Regions from separate parts of the Mus musculus genome. Here all the other regions are linked to region 1. Evidence: chromatin contacts called from public Hi-C, HiChIP or PLAC-seq and promoter capture Hi-C data. All regions are on one chromosome and are shown on one strand. The core of a region is the stretch at or near the end of the contact, and the rest is flanking DNA. Distances in the headings are between cores, read along the strand shown. Region 1 holds the start of Arsb (arylsulfatase B). Region 2 overlaps Scamp1 (secretory carrier membrane protein 1). Region 3 overlaps Lhfpl2 (lipoma HMGIC fusion partner-like 2). Region 4 overlaps Lhfpl2 (lipoma HMGIC fusion partner-like 2). Region 5 overlaps Lhfpl2 (lipoma HMGIC fusion partner-like 2). Region 6 overlaps Lhfpl2 (lipoma HMGIC fusion partner-like 2). Region 7 holds the start of Lhfpl2 (lipoma HMGIC fusion partner-like 2).

Evidence for each region. A called contact is a pair of places that touch in the nucleus more often than the background predicts. HiChIP or PLAC-seq counts read pairs in DNA pulled down with a chosen protein or histone mark. Capture Hi-C pulls out chosen DNA fragments and counts their contacts.
Region 2: a contact with region 1 is called in a Hi-C map of bone marrow-derived macrophages, with 14 read pairs. The contact joins the enhancer-like site here to the promoter of Arsb in region 1. A contact is called at or near these places in 2 of 484 Hi-C or Micro-C datasets (bone marrow-derived macrophages and nephron progenitors), 4 of 115 datasets of contacts at active chromatin or transcription factors (astrocytes, bone marrow-derived macrophages, forebrain and 1 more) and 1 of 9 other capture datasets (macrophages).
Region 3: a contact with region 1 is called in an H3K27ac HiChIP or PLAC-seq map of the NIH/3T3 cell line, with 9 times the contacts expected there. The contact joins the enhancer-like site here to the promoter of Arsb in region 1. A contact is called at or near these places in 13 of 39 promoter capture datasets (the 3T3-L1 cell line, 3T3-L1-derived adipocytes, the C10 cell line and 10 more), 1 of 15 datasets of contacts at CTCF or cohesin (pro-B cells), 22 of 484 Hi-C or Micro-C datasets (the AtT-20 cell line, B cells, the BV-2 cell line and 15 more), 13 of 115 datasets of contacts at active chromatin or transcription factors (the NIH/3T3 cell line, acute myeloid leukemia, bone marrow-derived macrophages and 10 more) and 4 of 9 other capture datasets (adipose tissue, liver, macrophages and 1 more).
Region 4: a contact with region 1 is called in an H3K27ac HiChIP or PLAC-seq map of microglia, with 11 times the contacts expected there. The contact joins the enhancer-like site here to the promoter of Arsb in region 1. A contact is called at or near these places in 9 of 39 promoter capture datasets (the 3T3-L1 cell line, 3T3-L1-derived adipocytes, embryonic stem cells and 6 more), 1 of 15 datasets of contacts at CTCF or cohesin (the NIH/3T3 cell line), 3 of 484 Hi-C or Micro-C datasets (LSK cells, bone marrow-derived macrophages and liver), 21 of 115 datasets of contacts at active chromatin or transcription factors (the NIH/3T3 cell line, acute myeloid leukemia, bone marrow-derived macrophages and 16 more) and 4 of 9 other capture datasets (adipose tissue, liver, macrophages and 1 more).
Region 5: a contact with region 1 is called in an H3K4me3 HiChIP or PLAC-seq map of bone marrow-derived macrophages, with 3 times the contacts expected there. The contact joins the enhancer-like site here to the promoter of Arsb in region 1. A contact is called at or near these places in 1 of 39 promoter capture datasets (embryonic stem cells), 1 of 15 datasets of contacts at CTCF or cohesin (the NIH/3T3 cell line), 1 of 484 Hi-C or Micro-C datasets (bone marrow-derived macrophages), 10 of 115 datasets of contacts at active chromatin or transcription factors (CD8 T cells, DN3 thymocytes, acute myeloid leukemia and 6 more) and 4 of 9 other capture datasets (embryonic stem cells, liver, macrophages and 1 more).
Region 6: a FOXA1 HiChIP or PLAC-seq map of pancreatic cancer cells shows a contact between it and region 1. The contact joins the enhancer-like site here to the promoter of Arsb in region 1. A contact is called at or near these places in 3 of 39 promoter capture datasets (cranial neural crest, hematopoietic stem and progenitor cells and second pharyngeal arch cranial neural crest), 1 of 484 Hi-C or Micro-C datasets (bone marrow-derived macrophages), 10 of 115 datasets of contacts at active chromatin or transcription factors (acute myeloid leukemia, astrocytes, bone marrow-derived macrophages and 6 more) and 3 of 9 other capture datasets (adipose tissue, liver and macrophages).
Region 7: a contact with region 1 is called in a promoter capture Hi-C map of adipose tissue, with 6 times the contacts expected there. The contact joins the promoter of Lhfpl2 here to the promoter of Arsb in region 1. A contact is called at or near these places in 17 of 39 promoter capture datasets (the C10 cell line, cranial neural crest, embryonic stem cells and 10 more), 3 of 15 datasets of contacts at CTCF or cohesin (the NIH/3T3 cell line, large pre-B cells and pro-B cells), 30 of 484 Hi-C or Micro-C datasets (the 3T3-L1 cell line, the AML12 cell line, B cells and 21 more), 17 of 115 datasets of contacts at active chromatin or transcription factors (acute myeloid leukemia, astrocytes, bone marrow-derived macrophages and 12 more) and 4 of 9 other capture datasets (adipose tissue, liver, macrophages and 1 more).

The regions. Positions count from the first base shown.
Region 1 is chr13:93,770,360-93,773,026 of GRCm38.p6, reverse strand. It overlaps Arsb (arylsulfatase B), which reads right to left and starts at 1,348. Exons shown (of 8, transcript NM_009712.3): 1 at 935-1,348. The coding sequence starts at 1,249.
Region 2 is chr13:94,262,833-94,265,499 of GRCm38.p6, reverse strand. The region is part of intron 1 of Scamp1 (secretory carrier membrane protein 1); the gene reads left to right. Among named protein-coding and RNA genes, the nearest start is that of Scamp1, 21 kb to the left of the region's middle. Within about 2 kb of position 1,374, at least 42 of the 459 cell types and tissues checked have an H3K27ac peak or open chromatin away from gene starts, as enhancers often do. A contact at or near this core is called in bone marrow-derived macrophages, where this site is marked.
Region 3 is chr13:94,189,280-94,191,946 of GRCm38.p6, reverse strand. It overlaps Lhfpl2 (lipoma HMGIC fusion partner-like 2), which reads right to left. Exons shown (of 4, transcript NM_172589.2): 4 at 1-99. LOC115488151 (a long non-coding RNA gene) reads right to left here. Exons shown (of 2, transcript XR_003950582.1): 2 at 2,345-2,667. Among named protein-coding and RNA genes, the nearest start is that of Scamp1, 95 kb to the left of the region's middle. Within about 2 kb of position 1,361, at least 47 of the 459 cell types and tissues checked have an H3K27ac peak or open chromatin away from gene starts, as enhancers often do. A contact at or near this core is called in the C2C12 cell line, the NIH/3T3 cell line, bone marrow-derived macrophages and 3 more, where this site is marked.
Region 4 is chr13:94,168,192-94,170,858 of GRCm38.p6, reverse strand. The region is part of intron 2 of Lhfpl2 (lipoma HMGIC fusion partner-like 2); the gene reads right to left. Among named protein-coding and RNA genes, the nearest start is that of Lhfpl2, 110 kb to the right of the region's middle. Within about 2 kb of position 1,363, at least 27 of the 459 cell types and tissues checked have an H3K27ac peak or open chromatin away from gene starts, as enhancers often do. A contact at or near this core is called in bone marrow-derived macrophages, macrophages and microglia, where this site is marked.
Region 5 is chr13:94,121,754-94,124,420 of GRCm38.p6, reverse strand. The region is part of intron 2 of Lhfpl2 (lipoma HMGIC fusion partner-like 2); the gene reads right to left. Among named protein-coding and RNA genes, the nearest start is that of Lhfpl2, 65 kb to the right of the region's middle. Within about 2 kb of position 1,365, at least 37 of the 459 cell types and tissues checked have an H3K27ac peak or open chromatin away from gene starts, as enhancers often do. A contact at or near this core is called in bone marrow-derived macrophages, memory CD8 T cells, microglia and 1 more, where this site is marked.
Region 6 is chr13:94,089,558-94,092,224 of GRCm38.p6, reverse strand. All of the region lies in intron 1 of Lhfpl2 (lipoma HMGIC fusion partner-like 2), which reads right to left. Among named protein-coding and RNA genes, the nearest start is that of Lhfpl2, 33 kb to the right of the region's middle. Within about 2 kb of position 1,349, at least 13 of the 459 cell types and tissues checked have an H3K27ac peak or open chromatin away from gene starts, as enhancers often do. A contact at or near this core is called in pancreatic cancer cells, where this site is marked.
Region 7 is chr13:94,056,494-94,059,160 of GRCm38.p6, reverse strand. It overlaps Lhfpl2 (lipoma HMGIC fusion partner-like 2), which reads right to left and starts at 1,365. Exons shown (of 4, transcript NM_172589.2): 1 at 1,255-1,365.

The DNA of each region.
Region 1 (2,667 bases), core at 99-2,598:
GTAAAGGGCGTTCAAGATAACTACCTCATAAAGTGGTTTTTAAAAACGTTTCAGTACAATAAAAACACTACAAGATACGTTCTTACTGTTCCCAGTCATTTAACATACACATACTCTGTGGGGGACATACTCTCTAAAGGGGCAGTGAAGAGACTCATGTGGGCTGGATTCACCCTCAAAGGTAGAAGAAATATCAGCACCCTTATTTTCATTGTAGGGGTACGGAGAACCTGGAAATGACTTCCATTGTTAGCCATGCACAGCGGAGGATCTGAGCGTGGGTGCTGGAATTTCCACGTTGTTGACATATGCATAGTTATAGGCAAGGGGGTAACTTAGTAAAGGAAAGATATAGGAGCCTGGGGTGCACCTTATCTCACCTGTGGCCTGACTCCCAGGTACAACAGGGGCTGAGAGAAAGCTTAAGATCTTTCACATACCCCACCCCCACGCTCATTCACTGAAGGCTTTTCGGGTGATGCGTCCCTTGTCAACAATCCCAAGTCTTTTTAGTGTTTCTAAATTAATCTCTGAAACTCCCATCTACATGGCTTCCTATCCTCCTGGCTCAAGTAGGTCACTCCTGATCTATGACACACCGCGTCAGTCACTAGGGTCCGTCCCAGTGCAGCCTCTCACTTTAATGGCCCTCTGGAGCTCCTTGGGCCTCCCTTTTCTTCTCCATCCTTTCTCCTCAGGACCTCGTCTATCCTTCTCTTTGGGGGTTCACAGACACAGCACCTCGAGATCCCAGAAACCCCGCTCTCCTCTGACCTAGAGAAAACGAAAGCCACTCCTGCCTTCGGCCACCAGGAGGAAGTCAGGCATGCGCAGTGGCCCTAGGCAGCAGCCTGGGGAAGCCAGGGTTGTCGAGCGCGGTCCGACTGAGCTGGCGGGCTCGCGGGGTCACGCGGGGCTGGAGGCCGCCTAGTACCTGATAGCGGCCGGTGAGCAGCTGGCTCCGCGAGGGCGTGCACAGCGGCTGCACGTAGTAGTTGTCCAGGACCACGCCGCCGGCCGCCAGCGCATCCAGGTGCGGCGTGCGGATGACCGAGCCGTGAAAACCCAAGTCGTTCCAGCCCAGGTCGTCCGCCAGCACGAAGACCACATGCGGAGGCTGGGTAGCTCCGGAGGCCCGGGCCGGCGACAGCAGCAGCAGCAGCAGCTGCAGCAGCAGCAGCAAGAGTGGCAGCTGCGGCCCGGGACCTCCAGGCCGGCTCCTGCCAGTGCACGGGCTAAGCTTGCCCATCCTTAGCAGCCTGCAGAGCCCGTGCTGCGGGCACCCCCGACAGAATCGGGAACTGAGCGGCCGGGCTCCCCAGCAAGATTTCATCCACCTGGGCGGGCCGCGGGCTGGGGAGGGCCGGCGTCCACGGCCTCCGCCTCCCGCGGGGGCCGGGGGAGGAGCCGCACAGAGCGCGCGGGCGAACTCAGCCGGTCCTTCCAAGGCCCAGAGGCCCGTTCTTTATTTTAGCCATGAACTCGAGAGCCACAAGTTCCAAAGCTGTTTCACAACCTTTATCTGATTAAATCTAGCCGCAAACTTGACAGCTAAGCACTATAGTTAGCGCTCCTTTTATCCCCAGAAGAAACCCTGTAATGGTTTGGACCATTACAGATGAGAGAAGAGAGGTGGTGCAGATGGTGTTTCAGATTCCTTTGTGCAGTGTGTACCCATGAAGCCACTTCCTTCCCATCATCAGTGGGCCAAACACATTCATTCTGTCTGCCCAGAATCTAAAATGAAATGGTGAAGTTTCATTTCAAGACATTCGGGGTATGCCCACCTAAGACTGTCTACTTGCTTACTCAATGTCTAGAGATGAGTGATAACTGTTAGGTGGAGAGAGAAAAAATGTGCGCTGCCTGAAGGACACACCCTCTCTGGCTGAGGCCGAGTCCGTGGGAGTTACTTTACAGCTTTAGAAGCTCTGGATGAATGATACCCTTGAAAAGTAATTATTGCTGATGTACTCAACTGACTTCCATGCGGTTGGCTGATGGGCGTTTGTGGTATTGTTCCTTATAACCAATTTTAATTTCTTATCGGTTTCTCACTAATAAATTAGATGAAATCACATGATGTATTCATTTCTGCATTTGTGATTTGTGTGAGAGTAAAAAAATTCTTTTGTGTGTGTGTGTGGTTTTTTTTTTTTTTTTTTTTTGAGACAGGGTTTCTCTGTGTAGCCCTGGCTGTCCTGGAACTCACTTTGTAAACCAGGCTAGCCTTGAACCCAGAAATCCGCCTGCCTCTGCCTCCCGAGTGCTGGGACTAAAGGTGTGTGCCACCACGCCCGGCCAAAATTTTCCTTTTTAAAAAAAGATTATCCTTGAATATATGTTTCCCTCTTAACATACATAAGAGTTTTCTTTGAAGTAGATAACTACTACTTATCCTTAGTAAAATATAGCCAGAAAGTTTTAAATTTTGGCATTTTTAAACCCAAAAACAATATCTTAGAAGAGTTGTTTGTTCGCTTTTGTGTTGGGGATAGTGTGGTCTCTGCATATTCTTCTACTCCATAATTGTTTTCTATAGTCCTCTCCTTTTTGTTTTTAAGCAGGTGCTTACTATGTACCCCAGGATAGCTCCTCCAGCTCTCTGTCCTCCTGCCTCTTCATCTCCCACTGACAGAACTGGGATTACAGTCCCAGGCCAAGGTC
Region 2 (2,667 bases), core at 125-2,624, 490 kb before region 1:
CCTCGGCCAGACAACCCCTCCTGGGAAAGTGGAATTAACATCAAAATACCAACAGCCCCAGGGCCACCCACCACAGGCAGTGTAGAAAGTCTCCATCCCATAGCAGTCATTTCTGTCATTTATGTAAACGGTGAAGCTTTGCTCTTTTTTGTCACTTCTATCCCTTAAGTAAAATTTCAGTTCCAATTATTTAAAAATGTTCAGGTGCCTAAAATTTTCCCAATTCATATCAATCAAATCTGTAGGCATGGTGTGAACAGGCTTGTACATCGAAAACCTCATGTGGGCTCCTCCTGACAAGCTCTGAGAGTGGGAGGGCGAAGAGCGAGGAGGCTCTTCTTGTTAGCAGTGAGACATGCTGTAGCCTGATTTGGGGCTGTGGGGATGTCTCGGGGTGTAGTCTGAAAGATGGGAGCAACATGGTGGGAGCAGTGTTGGCTTTCCTTAGCTGTCTCTCTTTGTCAGATTGTCACAAAGATCTGAACTTCAGGGGATATCAGCATGGGAGAATATGACAGGTTAGAGGTGTAAGTGTTTTCTCTTCCTCTTTTTGTTTCTAAATTGAGGGTGGGGTGGGGTTGGGGGTGTGAAACTAGCAATGATTAGCAGCAATTGTAGATCACGTGAGCACACATGTGACCAATACTTGTGCTTATTAAAGTCTGTCACAGCAGGTTTTATATAAATACACTTATGGAAGTTAACTTTTTACCTAGAGTTTTAATGAGATGTAAAACGGCGAAAACCTTTTGTTCTGTCTGTTCTGGAAGAGAGACACTCCCTCCCTCAGGTGATGCGATCGTTCCTAAGACTCTGAGGAGAGAAGGGAACTCGATGTAGTCCTCTGTAACTGTAAAGTCACAGCTGCCGCTGGGGAGCCACTCACTGCTCTTGCAGAGGACCTGGGTTTGGTTCCCAGCACATAGGGTGGCACCCAACAGTCTAACCCCAGTTCCAGGGGATCTGATGCCCTCTTCAGGCCTCTGTAGGCACCACAGGTGGTGAACATACAAACAGGCCTGGAACACACACACACGCACACACACACACACACACACACACACACCATGTAATAATAATATCAGTAACAATAGTAAAAATAGCCTCTGACAGGGGAAGGACTAAGATGCTACCCAACCCCTCACTCATCATGGCAGTGCATGCCACGTTCAGTGAACTAGATGTTTAGAAAACATCTAGCAGAGCTGCCTTAATTCCAGCTGAGACTGATGGCTGCCTCCCTTTTCCTTCCCTCCCACTGCCTCCCACTTTCCCTCCCACTCTAAGGCTGAGTTAGTTCTGCACTAACTATAGACTGGGAGAGTTGTCATTGCTCACCCGTCAGAGCGGCGGAAGGCTGCCTCTCTTCCTTCCTTCTCTCTGATGAGTCACTGGCAACTTTATCTGTTATTCCCCAGAGGTCCTATCTGCTGCTCTCTGCTCCCTTTCTAGTCATGTTAAGATTTGTTTTTATTAATTTCTAACTACATGTGCACACGTGTGCCTGGGTGTGGGCAGGTACCTCTGGAGGCTTAGAATTTGGATCCCCTGCAGCTGGAGTTGAAAGTGGTTGTGAGCTGCTTAATGTGGGTGCTGGGAATTGAGCTCAAGTTCGCTGCTCTTAACCATGGGGCTATTTCTCTAGCCCTGTAAAAATATTAAAAACAAAAAGTTCCCTTCACCTCCAATTGTAAAGATTGTTGGTTTGGTTGTGTAGAAGATTTATTTTTATGTACATGTATGGATGGATGTTTGCATATCTTCAAGTGCCCCTTGTGCATCCCTGGTGCCCAGGGAGCATTGGATCCTTTGGAACCAGAGTTAAAGTTGTGGCTGTGAACTGTCACGGGGAACTGAGAACCAAACCTGGGTGAGCAGCCAGTTCTCTTAGCAGCGGAGCCATCCCCGTACTCCCTGTGGTGACTTTATTATGAGAACATCTCTCCTTTGACTGGCGTCCGCTTTGGCTGTTCCTTATTTATTGACAAGTATCTGTGGCTCCTATTTGGCCTCCCTAAGAAATAGGATCTAGTTGGATTGGTGAGCAGTTATCCAATCTAGACTCCCATCTGTTGGGCCTCCCAGGTGCCCTCACTTCTAGCTCTAAAGATTGTTTCATTTGCCGGGGAAGAGACTGCCTTTCCTCATGCACAAAGGCAATAGGAACGCACACCAAGGCTGACAAAGAGTCACTGCCGGTCGTTTCCCTCAGAGGTGCTTGTGGGTGATTTGGCCAATTCACCTAAGATGTGCTATAATTTATTAAATTGTCAGTAAGTAAGGGGAGAGCTTTTATTTCGTTACCCTTGTTGGTGAAGTTAGCCATGGTTGTCACTGAGTATTTTTCATTGCAAGCAGTGTATTAGCTAGCAAATAGCAACACATGGGCATATGATTCCTTTTACTGATGAAACCCAAGGGACAGTTGAAGTAAGATGTGTTGGGTTCCTCGTCCTATCTTCTAAGTGGAATCTGAACAGTCAGTGAGTGTTCCAAACAATCGAGACACAGTCCACAGCCTGACATGCCAGGTCTACAGTGGGGCAAAGTGATGGTCTGATCTCCTTAGTGAGAAAGGGCTCAGAGCTAGTCATTGTCATGAACAGGTCCGGATTCCCTCAGGAGTGCTCTTGCCTGCTAGAGATCAGTACCCAAGTTTTGAAGTGG
Region 3 (2,667 bases), core at 112-2,611, 420 kb before region 1:
CTCCAGGTTTGTAGGGGGACGCATACCGTCCACAGTCTATGGCTTTCTGGCAGCCCCAGCCTGCGGGGTAGAGGATCAGGCCGAGGATAAGGAACAGACCTGAGGGACAGAAGAGAAAACAGGTGAAGCCTTTGGTGCCTAGGCAACCTGCAGCATCTGCCGGGCCCTTATGGTCGCTGGCTTTGGGCGGGGCCATCCACTCTACAATAGAAAAGTGTTAGTGTCTTGGATAGAAGCCTGACCTGAATAGCCAAGGTCACTTTACCAGGCACACTTTTAAGTATGGAGTCTAGATGAGGGGGAAGAGAGCTTACCTAGTATTTCCAGCCAGTTTGTGTATGGTGGCATGTGACTCCACCAGTGAGTTTGCTCCTGTTTCTTGGTGTTAAGAGGCTTACTAAGGCCAAATATGGCTTTACAAAGGGTCTGAAGAGATGGCTCCGCAGGAAGAGTGCATATTGCTCTTGTACAGCACACGGTTTGGTTCTAGCACCCAACGGTAGCTCACTACCGGTCCAGAGGACCTGACAGCCAGCCTCTTCTGACCTCCATAGGTACCAAGCATGCATACGGTATACATACATGCCAAACCCAATAATAACACATAATAAAGTTTTATTAGAACACATTAGAACAGAGACATGCTTCCTTCTGAACACCTGGCCTGCAAAACACAAATTATGATCTAGCTTTTGACAGAGCTTGCCAATCACTGGTATAAAGTAATTCACTCAGAACCTTGTGGCCTCAGCCTAGTTATAGACAAAAGTCAGGAGCCTTAAGACTAACTCTTAACCTACACCCACGAAAAGCATTGTTTGACCTGCATGCCAAGGGGAGAGGTGTATGTCTACGCCTCTATAGAAACAAACTGCCAGTGTCATGGCACTTTGCTGTCTAAATGGCTTTCAGTGAGCTCCGCCCTGCACACACACCAGCACACACGTACCCCACTCGGCCAGCACTGTTCTGGCCCTCACTGCTGCATGTTCACAAGTCACAGGGTTTCAACAATTTAGAGGTGGTTTCCTGCCTGGTCTAACCTAAGTGAGGACTAGAGAAACAACTTTAGGTAGTGGCCTTACCCTAGGCCTGGCCACTCACCAGTACAAGCAGCTCACGAAGAAGGGGAAAGGAAACCATGATTCCCAGTAGAATGTCAGCTGACAGCCCTGTGCTGTAAGGGAGGGCGGGTTTTAGTCTATGGCCAGACTAAGCTCTAGTGTGGTAGCTAAAGAGATGGCAGCAGCAACAAGGACCAAGGATTGGGGCCTTTGTAAGTGAAAGGCTAACAGGGACAATGCACTGTGTGTGGACAGCTGGGGACAGCAGTCTCATGCAGGGGATGGAGTCAGTTCCAGAGCTCACAAGTGGATGAGTCATTTGTCATTCCAAGCCTTGCCTGAATCAAGACCTGCCTGATTCACCATCATAAAAGTGTACCAATCTTAAACCTAAAGGGTGGGTGTGGTTTGTAAAGTCTGTAAATGGTATTTCTGTAATAAAACAAGACCTACAACTCTTAAGCCAAGCCAAAAGGAAAAAAAAAATAACAGCTGCAAGTGAAATTTAAGGGTCACTAGGAGATTGGAAAATCTAGAAGAGAAAAACAAATAGCTCTCTTATGTCCAGTGAGACTGACCGTCTCCCAACAAAAGGAGCCCATCACTGGGCCACTGTAGGGGTGAACTAACACTATGCTCTTCAAACTATCGCACAAAGCACAGCGGGGACAACCACTACAGTTACAGTTTTAAAAGTCAGGAATGCTAACCCTAACCCTGATACCAAAACCAGATATGAGAACATGCCCGAGAACAAAAGCCACAGACCCACAGTTCTCAACACAGTCATACACCCAAGACATCAACACCACGGCCATCTTGGTTTTAATTCCAGGGCTGCCAGGACAGTTCAACAAATGTAAACTACAACAGAGAAATAAGATGTAGGGACAAAAATCTACACCATCTCAGCCGATATGGAAAAGACCTTTGACAAACTTTAACATCCTTTCATGTTAAACTTCAAAGAACAACGCATCTGGGGCTGGAGAGATGGCTGAGAGGTTAAGAGCACTGACTGTTCTTCTAGAGGTCCCGAGTTCAATTCCCAGCAACCACATGGTGGCTCACAACCATCTGTAATGAGTTCTGATGCCCTCTTGTGGTGTGTCTGAAGGCAGCTACAGTGTACTCATATAAAATAAATAAATCTTAAACAACAACAATAACACATCTCTAAGGGTTTATATGAAAAACCTCTAACGTGCACAGGAAATGGGGGAAAATTACATCCAGAGTTAGGGGCTAGAGATAAAGGTCTACTACAATTTTAGTCAGTATTGTGTTTGAAGTCTTACCGCAATAAGGCAATAGAAAGAAATGGTACAAACAGAAAATGGCTGAGAGGATAGGTGGACCCCAGAGCCCGCATCCCAGGATTGCTCTTGCTCTTGATGTGCCTTCTTGTTTGCCATTGCTGTGTTCCTCATTGTTCTGACAGGGCGTGATTGGGCAAAGAAAGACCCCTTCTGCCTGTAGTCGGTTATGATTGATTCCTGGGTATTAACCCACCCCATTGGGCAAATTTCCTGCAGACCCACTTTCGTGGATTAATGCTGTTTAGATGAATTAATGATTTTATAGACTTCCTGATTTGATTCAG
Region 4 (2,667 bases), core at 114-2,613, 400 kb before region 1:
AGAATAGGCAAGGAACAGCTAGCTGTAAACCCAACACCAGATTCAACATTTTTTTGCTAACATTCTCCCTTATTTTTTCCTATCCTATGTATGTAAAGCATGCATACACTTTTTCTTTGAGCCATCTGCAAATGATGTGTCTAATAATTTATCCTTAAATGCTTTAGCACAGACCTCCTAAAATAAGGGCATTTCCTCGCATAGCTACAAGACAATCAATGCACTCAAGAAAACAGCCTATTCATATCCAACGCCTCATCCACACTTTGCCAAGCCTGCTCCATTTTTAGTTTGTTTTCCCTTCTTAAAGTTGTGACTCCATTGAGGCTCGTGAATTGCATTTGGTTAGTTTCTAGATAAGGGCTGTCTGTCTTTCCTCCCTAACTACCCACCCACTCCCACGTCCCCTGAAGACGCTAGGACAGTCATCTTACTGAGTACCCAACCACCTGGGGTTTTTGACTCTTTCTTCTAGTCACTTACGTTTGTTTTCCACTGTCTGTGTCACAGAGATGGATGCTCACTGCAAGTTCAGTGTGCGCATTTCCCATGAGCATCTTTTGGAGGTGATGCGTTTAATCCCCGTTGCTTATCTGGGAGGGCATTACTCAGACCTCAGGACCAGCACAACTTTATGCATATCCATTTCACATAAACTCAGACACACACAACAAGCACACTGTGCCCAGGGTTCTCTCTAGCTGATATGGAACTCCAATCCTTAAAAAGATGTGGGAGATGGCTCCTCGGGTTTGAGAGAGCCCTCGCTCGGCGAGTCCTGTGGCTGAGGTTGGGAAGTTCTAGTCTAAGAGATGCCACTTTGAAGCTAGGAGGGAGGTGTCTTCTCAGCAATGAGATCTGACTCTCCTTGTAACACAATCGTGTTTTGTTGATAACCTATACAAATTTAAAAAGATCAGCAGACTGAAGAAGGGAGATAAACTCCAAGTGGGGAATTTACTTGAATGGAGAAGACACTTGCTATACAGAGAAAAGCTTTCCTGTAACCAGGAAGGTCATAGCTTAACATCAGCCTGGAGACCCCAGGCCATCCAGAGAATCTACTGGAAAAGGACAAACTTGGTGTCCTCTGACATTGCTCTCTGGCCCTCAGCAAGCAATACCACACTGGGAGAAGGGCATACATACCACATGACAGGGTGGTGCAGTGCTTTTCAAAGCTTCATACACAGACCTCAGACCAGCTCAGTTCTGCCAATCAAAAGCTGTGGTCTCAGACAGGCTGTTTGTATTTAGCCTCTGCACGTCTGGCTTCCTCATCCCCCAGAATAGAACAGTGCCCTGCTCCCCACGGCTGCAGCGAGGAATAAGATGTGGGCATCTGGACAATGACCAGCACATCATCCAAGCCACAGAGCCAGCTATTACTCACTGCTACCATGGGATTAGCATAACGCTTGGGGCACAGGGAGTACTCACAAATAGCAGCTTGGGTGGGTAGCGATCCCTTTGTTCCACATCCTACTGAGGCTACAGGGTTCCCCAGTATCCAGTTCTGTGATACGACCAGAGGATGATGAAAAGAAAAAACTCTAGAAAGTGGCAAAGGAAGGCGAGGACTGACAGATCACTGGGGCAAAAGGAAGAGGCCCCAGGTCAGAGCTCTGGTAAAATGGATGGCCCAGTCTTAGCTGAGGAACCTGCTTAGCGCAGACTCTGTAAGGATGCTCCCGGCTCCAGCTTTGGTCTCTGAGGGACTGAAGATGGATGGGTCCTGTGACCTAACTTGAGGCACCAATCACTCCCAGCTTTATAGAAAAGAAATACCATGTAGGTTTCAAAGCACAAAGCTTAGGTAATTTACACTGAAAATACCAAAAGGATGCTTTTCTGCTGGTAAACTCCAAGTATGGAAGAATAAAATATTAAATTAACAATATAAGCTCCAAACATCAGTCAATTTACTACCTTGATTTAGGGGGAGCACATCTAATGTACTTCGGACAAACTATTTGTTTCTTGGCCCATTTCTTCATTATTGCCATCTCCCCTAGACACAAGAACCCCCAAAAGGCTTAGCAAAATGGCCTTTATCCTCCAGGTCTTCTGTAAGCATGAGACAGTTGGATAAAACCAACTGCATGTGATTTTGCTTCTGAAAGTGAAGAAGACCCTCCTCTACCTTGAAGGACAGTCCCTGGCTCCTGCAGGGAGGTGCTGGGGGGACCTGCATCTCTAACCAGCGCCCACATTCTGTCTTAGTTTATGAAGACAAAGGGGTGTGACCCAGTGTGATCAGGACACAGCCAGCGGCCAGCCACCTGTTCTCTGTCCAACTCAGGATAGCTCCTAAGTTAATGGGAACAAGGGATTCCATCCGCAGAGCAGCTGTTCTCCAGCAAATCCTGGGACAGCGAGGGACTTCCCTGATCCCTGGGGACCTTTCCCCACAAGCACAAGCACAGCACAGCCTCCATCTCTAAGGCCAATGGCTGCTGTTGTCTGCAGATCTTAAAAGATACGACCAGAGGTGGCTTCTCAAGTTCTTGCTCTGATGGCCCCATAAAACATACAGGTTACAGAAAAATGGGTGTCCTGACTGTTGAAGGGTCAAATGGCCCAGCCAGTGCTGTGTTCTTTGAGCTGAAGGTGCTCAGCACCTACCTCCTTTGGGCCAATGAAGTTTTTCAGCCCCTAGGACAAGCA
Region 5 (2,667 bases), core at 116-2,615, 350 kb before region 1:
ATTATTTTTATTATTATTATTTTTTTTTTTTTTTGGTTTTTCGAGACAGGGTTTCTCTGTATAGCCCTGGCTGTCCTGGAACTCACTCTGTAGACCAGGCTGGCCTTGAACTCAGAATTCCGCCTGCCTCTGCCTCCCGAGTGCTGGGATTAAAGGTGTGCACTGCCACCACGCCCGGCCACTCAAGGGACTTTAAACTGTGGGCACTTTTCAGTAACGGCACCTCTCCTTCCTGTGCTGTGTTGCAGTTATGAGCATAGTTCTTAAGATTCACTAGGCGTTAGTTCCCTCTACCCCACGAGGCACACATACAGTTGTGCCACACTGCCTTCCTAGCAGCCTGAGACAACAGGGAAAGCCAGACAAGGTGTCAAAAACCCGGCCAAAGTTACACACCTAATTATAAGAAGGGATTCAAGCCCAAAAAGTCTTTTTTTTTTTTTTTAACTTTTTTCCTCAAGGGCTGCCAATAGAAGTCCACTGAATGCTAACCACATACTTGAACTTGCCCTCTTTGAAGCCTTCCCACAATTCCCACAGGGCAGGGAGCAGAGCAGAGCAGAGCAGGGACACCTTGCCTCTCTACCAAGGAGGTATGAGAGGTGAGACATTTGTCCAAAGAATGTCTGCGAAAGCCTGAGAGAATTGGTTCTCAGCCTGCATATCCAAGCAACCCTACACAGGACCTGGTGTCAGAGAGCCAGAAAGGGGTCAACCAATCAATGGTTGACTGTTTTGATACACATGCCTCTGTCTTTATTTCCCTCAACTACCTAAACCAGAGAAGGAAGAAGCCATCCCCAGGAACAGAGGTGGAGTACAGGAGGCTCCAAAACCTGCCTCAGGCACGAAGCTGCATGGCCCCCAGCCCATCCTCCAGCCCATGGGTGTCCAATGCAGGAGGTTTATGTTCAGGAGAGTTGATGCCCAGAGTTGCCTCAAACTACAACTGTTCCTCCTTCTCAAGAGAAGCCTGCTACCGTGTAGAGAGAATGTAGGCAACAGGAAGTGGGACCACACTCAATTCAGACATCCGTAGTTCCGTCTGACCTGATCGAGATGGCACTGCTGGTCTCAGATGAATCCACAACTAAAACTAACATGAAGGACCCAGAGAGAGCTGGTTTTATGGGGCTTTTATAGGAGATCAATCACAAGGCCAAACATGACTTGGCTCCTCAAGGCACTGCAAAATGGAACTGGCTTCTCCCCAGAGCAGGCTGAAACAAGCCAGCCCGGCAGTGATCCAGGGTGACATCCCACAACGGGGAAACTGAACCGTCAACAGAACACATGGAAAATGTGGGGCCCTTAGCTAGCCTGGGTTCTCACATGACTCCCTGCATGGTCGGCATCGTGGTCTGGCTCCCGGTCCTGGGAACTGAAACAGATGGTTCCTCTGAAGAGAGTGAAAACCCTGGTTACTCACGGCACAGGGCTGAGTGTATTTTCCTGTTGAGCCTATCTTCCCCGGATGATATGAGCAAACACAGACCTCACTGCCAACCCCCACCAGACCCCATCACCTGGTTCACAGGCACCTGGCATCCCAGGTCTAAAATGGTATCACTAGCCAAATTCTAAGCAAGGTTTATAAACACCCAATTCAAACATTCTGTGCCATAAGCCTCTTTAACACACAGGAAAGGGCGCCAGACACGTCAAGAACTCAAAGTTACACGTCTAATTATAAGCAGAGATTTAAGCCCAGAAAGTGTATACATACATACATACATACATACATACACACACACACACACACACACACGTGTGTGTGTATATGTGTATTCATATGTATGCATATTTAACATTCATATGTACCTATATCTGTATACTATACATATATGCACATACATATTTTTGAGACAGGCTCTTCAGTAGCCCAGGCTAACCTGTAACTCTGTAGTCAAGGATGACCTTGGTCTTGTTATTTTTCCTGCCTCTACCTAGGATTACAGGGATCTACTGTGTCTGGTTAAATATTTTTTTATGAATAGAAAACACAGCTTCTCCCATCTCCACTAAATAAATATGGAACAAATACTTAAAGATTAGCAGTGTGATAAGGTGCAAACATTTACCCTGCCTGCCCAGGACACCATCTGTTTCAAACCAGCCCTTGCCTTCCAATGAGAAGGTTGCTGCTCGAATCATTCATTTTATGACTCACAAGTGTTTGTGATTCTCATTAAAAGGTTCAAGCCTCCCCACAGCGCTGTTGCTAGAGCCTAGTAATGCTCGGGTAGTCAGCAGCGCAAGACAGATCACAGGAAAAATACATCCTTTCTCAAAGCCTGTAAACCAAAACAATGGCTTTTCTACAGAGAGGATGGTATTTGTAGGAATGCCCTGCCTAAACCCTCTGCATGCAGCAGGCCCTACTGGACAGTCTAGGCTGGACTAGAACCTACACTGGACCCTGGTTCACTGCCAGGGTGATCTAAGCTCACTGCCAAGGTTGTAACACTCACAGGACCCTGAGAGGACAGAGGTGAACAGGCCTCTCTCTTTTGAGAAACAGAACGATCGCTTTTTAGTGACACATTCAACTACCTATTGCCTTGATTTTCCTAATGCATGCTGCAAGGGGGTATCCAACCCCTGCTACTAATATTTTCCAAAGGTGACCTTTGTAAATTAAAATCTACTCAATCATTAATCACCTGT
Region 6 (2,667 bases), core at 100-2,599, 320 kb before region 1:
CTGATTCTGAAAGGCAGGGCTTGCAGGAAACATGAGCTCATCTAACACGGGCCATCTCAGGAGGGAAAGAAGTCACTCTCAAATACTTATGATGTCAACCAAGTGAGACCTGGGATTCTTCTCCCCGAATTCTAACTCCAGCTCCATGTAAAAGTGTCACATACCAGTGAAAAACTTTCCAAAGAGCCCCGCTCCCTCCCATAATCCCTGGACCTATGTAGCAATTCAGCAGCTGAAACTCTTAGAGTAAATGTGGGGCAGAGGCCAACACCCCCATTCTGATGCTGGGTGGGCATCATCTGTAAGACCCAAGGCCCAGCAACTGAGTCCTTCCTCTTATGATAATGATGACGGTTCTCCCCTCCAAGCTGGTTGTCCTCTTGTTAAACTACAAGAATTACATGAGCCTAGCCGTGGTCCACAGCCTCATACGAAGCAAATTTAAACATGTACAAGAATTTAATTCGTACCCATTAGCTAAATAAACCACAAATGAATTTTTTGACCAACCATAATTTTGGGAATAAGCTGCCAACCTGAGTTCTCAGCCACTGTTTGCATGTAGCAATCACCATAGAATTTGGGAAACTTACAGATGATCCAGTGCCCACCCCAGAGATCAAAGCTAAAAGGGCCCGAGGTGACAGCAGGCAGAGAGAATTAACCCTGACCCCAGTGTGGCCTCACACTGCCCAGACAATCTCAGGATGCCATATCTCTTCCCTGTTTCCTTCCTGGGAACTTGAGAATGGCAGTATGATATTGGATAAAAGTTGGATTCTTGTCTTTTTCTTTTTCTCATTTTTTTCCAGTCCCCAGTTTTTTCCCCCTGGAAATTCAATCTCTCTCTCTCTCTCTCTCTCTCTCTCTCTCTCTCTCTCTAGCACTGAAGCAGAAAAGGAAGAAAGAAAAAGTACACCCCCCCCCCCACACACCCCCCCCACCAAACCAGACACAATGGATCCAAGTGTGTTGTCAAGTGGAATGACTTCACAGTACTCAAGGTTTGCAATGGGTCAGGGGAGGCAGGGGCAAGCAGCTTTGGAAAGAAGAAACCTCTAGAAACGTTTCCTCCTCCTCCACCTCTCCTATCCTAAAAGCAGAGAGCAAAGGAGAAGTTGAGAAGGGGACAGGAGAGCAAGGGCCACGCATACACTGGCCGTTTGGCAAATGTGCATTATGGTGTGTCGGATGGGAAGGGTTTTATGTAAACAGTAGCATGGGCCCTGAACTCTAGAGATATGTGAAGGAATTAATTCACTGGCTCTATGTTTCAGAGGTATCTGTATCACCAGACCCCTACGTGCCACGCCCTCATCCCAAACACAATGAATCAACTTTCAGGATGCCCAGCTTACTGCTGAGTTACTCACTAGAACTTGACAACTAAACAAGCTAAACAACGGAAGCCACCATCTGAATGACACAGACAAATACACGGGTCCCTTGAGGTAATCCTGACTTAGTTATACAAACAAGTATCATCTGAGACCAGGGATCTTTTACCATGTGCCCAGAGATTATGGTAATACACATGTGCATGTAATCTCAGCAATTCAAGAAGCTGAGGCAGGAGGATTACTGGAGACTCAAGAGTTTGGGACCAGCCTCTGCAACATAGTGAAATACCAACTCAAAAAGAAAATAAAAGCCAGGTAAACTTTATCATAAAAAGACTACCATGTCTCTTAATGTGCCCTGCCTGCAAGTTCAAAGACTGAACGAAGAGCAAGCACGGAGCTACCCAGGCCAGCCTTGGGACTTTGCCTGGTGGTGGCCTGGCACAGGAAATGACATATAAGACAAAAGTGACCTCAATGGAACACAACTGTCTGCACATGTAACTACTTCAGCCATTACAAAAGTTTCCTGTCCCCTAAGATCTATGGCTTTTCAAACTGTCTACTAATTATTGGTGACTTCAAGAGTTCTCTTTTGACAATGAGAAGAGACAAGCTCAAGTAATAATTGTCTTGAGAGAAACTTTTGTCTGAAAGAAATCTTTCAGTGACCCTGGAAATCATAAGCTGTGGCCTTTGCCCCTCCACCCTTCTCATAGATTTACTCAAACTCTTCCAAGTGCCACCCCAGGGAACCAGTGACAGTACCCACTCCCTTGGGAAAGTTACCTCGAATGACTCAAGTTGACATTGTGGTACCCGAGAAACTCCTAAACTGTCTTCCACCTTGAATCTTTTAAATACAGCCTCCACCCCCCCCAAAAAAATATTAACACATTCTTGTTAAACGACCTAACTGGCCATCCCTTGTAACAACTCTGGTTATCCTCCCAATGCATAGCCAAGGCAAAGCTTTGGAGGAAGGGACAGTCACAAGCTCTCCATGAGGATGAGGCAGGGAATAACCTAAGTCAAAAGATAATTCCTGCATGTCTCCATTTTCAGGCTTCAGACTCTAAGGTTTTCAAGGAGACAAACAACTACCCCTTGCTCCCAGTGCTCCCACCCTGCCCTCAGGGAGGGTCCTAGTGTAGGGAGCTGCTAACTAACGCACAGGCTCTGGCTGAGAAAACGCTTTCCACAATGGTACAAAAAATAGCAGATGAGCAGGCCAAGGTTTTATTTTGGTCTGTATTTGAACTCAAATTAACCTAAAAAAAAAAATCCAACTCTGAAAACACTAGAAAGTGAAAGAATCATACTTAAA
Region 7 (2,667 bases), core at 116-2,615, 290 kb before region 1:
TCCCCCATAAGGCACTGCTTTGCTCTCATCTACAAAGATCCTTTTTTTCCTTCAGACAAATGGCTGGTTCATGTATCATGACTCAAATTATATTCACAAATGTTCATTTGCAGTGTAATCACTCTTCCTAACTAGACTGGTTCAAGACAAATGAGCAGCCCCCTTTCCCACCCTCTTCTCTTTAAGCTTACAGTGCTCCACCTCCCGCTATAAAATGCTGTCACAGACCACAGGCCACACTGCTCTGTATGACCTACTGCAGGTCACTCTATTTTTTTTTAATGACATCGTCTGGTATTGCTTTAAACCTTTCAAATATTTCATCAGAATCAGATGTTCCAACACAGGCTAGCCCTATTAGCCTGATTGCAGAGAGAGATGTTCATCTTCCCTGTCTTTAAAATATTTAACCATCGCATGCGTGTTCTCTATCTCTTAATTTGAAAGGGAGTTTTTAAAAAAAATGATTAGAAGAGCATCAGAAAGAGCAAGATAAATTATTCCTTATCCCATCCTCTCTTTGAGCTGGACAGGAAGAGTGTTCAGAGAATTAAAGTCCCTTCGAAGGAACTCTGACTTAGCCCCCCACACCTTGCCGCCCTGTGGCTCCAACACACACTCGCCGGCAGTGGTTCCACTTTTCCATATAGGTCACCAGCTGTAATCTACAAGCACAAAAACAATCATGGCACAGAGTACAGGAAACTGCCCGGGCAGGAGTGAGGTAGGGTGCGAGGATGAGAGTCTTTTGCCCTTACTTCCATACAAACTCCCGAACCTCCTGAATTAACAGAAAAGTTGAGCCGACTTGAAGAAACTCTTTTTGCTTTTCTCAGTTCAGAGAGCACGCGACCGCGAATAGACTGAGAGAGAAGTGCGGCCGGGTGGGGGTAGGGACTGCATTCAAACCCATCTCTCTGAGTCCTTCATCCACCCCAGATGTGGTGTTCCCCAACTCCCCGCCCACCTCCTCGCCAGCCCTCACCCCTCTGCACTGGCCACAAAAAATGCAGCCCAGGTCTGAGATGCAGCTGAGGTCTGTGGCCGGTGAGACCCACGCGGTACGGACCGGGGCTGGAGGGGACCACTACAGCTCCCCGGGAAAAAGCGCTTCCAGGCTCAACTTCTTCCACGTCTGCGGCGGGCCGGCGCTGCAGCGGATCCTTCCTGCCCCGGCACCCGCCGCCCGTCCCTCCGCGCCCCCGTGCACTGTCGGGGACCGGCCCCCTCCCGGGCTCCCCGCGCAGCACCTACCTGGCCGGGGCAGCCGGCTCCTAACGCCCCGCTCTGGCCCGGGCGCGTGCAGCCTTCCCCAGCCGGGCTCTCTGTGCCGCCTCCTCGCTGCAGCCTCGATCTGGCCCCGGCGGACCCGCAGGGGCGAGGGCGGGAGCAGACGAGGGTCGGCGGCGCCGGGGCGGAGGCCGAGGGGCGGGCGCAGCGGGAGGAGGCGGCCGAACCTCGCAGCCCAGGCCGGCCGCTGCCACTCAGCATCCCCGCCTCCGGCCGCCGCTCGGGGAGGGGTCGGCGAAGCCCGGCCTCCGGGGGGGAGGGTCCTACAGGGCCCGGGAGAGTGTGGGCGACGCGCGCGATCCCTGAGAAGGGGTCCCGGAGCCCTGCGGGGTTCTCTCCTCACGCTGTCCCAGTGCCTATCGTGGACCAGAGCCGGCGGGGCGGGCGGGAAGAAAGTCGGTCCGTGGCCCAGGAAAACCGCAGGGTGGAGAGTGGTCTGCGGTGCTTTTAAAGCAGAGGCTGGAGGCACAAGTTTACAGGTCCTGATTTCTACTTCGGGAAACTGCAAACTTTCACAGAGCTTGGATGCTTGGGTCCAGACACATCCCCCAGGCACTGAAGATACACTTTCCAATAGATACCACAGATATCAAAGGCGGTTTAGCCAGCGGGAAAGGGATCCAGAGAGGAGACCCACCAACTCCTCTCACCACCGCCCCCAGGGCCAGAGCAAAGGACAGAGTCAAATAGCCAGGGGCTGAATTGTCTGAATTCATTGTGTTAGGACAGAACCCAGCTAAGATCACCTTCCTTTGTCTCCAACCCCCACCCCCTGTCAAATTTGCTTCAGCCTCCAAACTCTCAGACACTTGTCTATCCACCGAAGCACACCCACCCCCCCCACCCCTCCCTCCCGGCCTTCCCTAGCAGCTTGCATGTGCTCTTTGCTCTTGAAGTCTTTGCACTTGACCCACTATTTCCAAATCCATTTGGGTTTGTCAGTTTCAATGGCCCCCTCCTGCTTTTGAAACCCGTGGGCACGGCACCTATCTGCACGGCCTTACAAGCTTAATGGCTCTAGAACACCACTTCCTGGGTGAGAGGGTATCTGAGGCATTTTGCCAGGAAAATTAAAAAAACAAAACAAATTCTTGATTTCTTTGCAACTCCACTATTGAAAACCATATCCCACAGCAGGATTGTAGATAGCATAAGTCATCCGCAACTGCTGGTCTGTGGAGAAAACATACAAATTAAATCGGTTGGGATTCTTCACATGCAAAGGGTACCTATCACCAATTAACAATAGCTGCAAACACAAATGCATCACCATGCTGGTCCTCATCCAGATGGGGTCCTAGAAGGACCCATGCCTGTATCCACGCTGAAGCTGCTGATGCTGTTCCCAGGACTCTCCCACGGTTGAATCCTACTGGG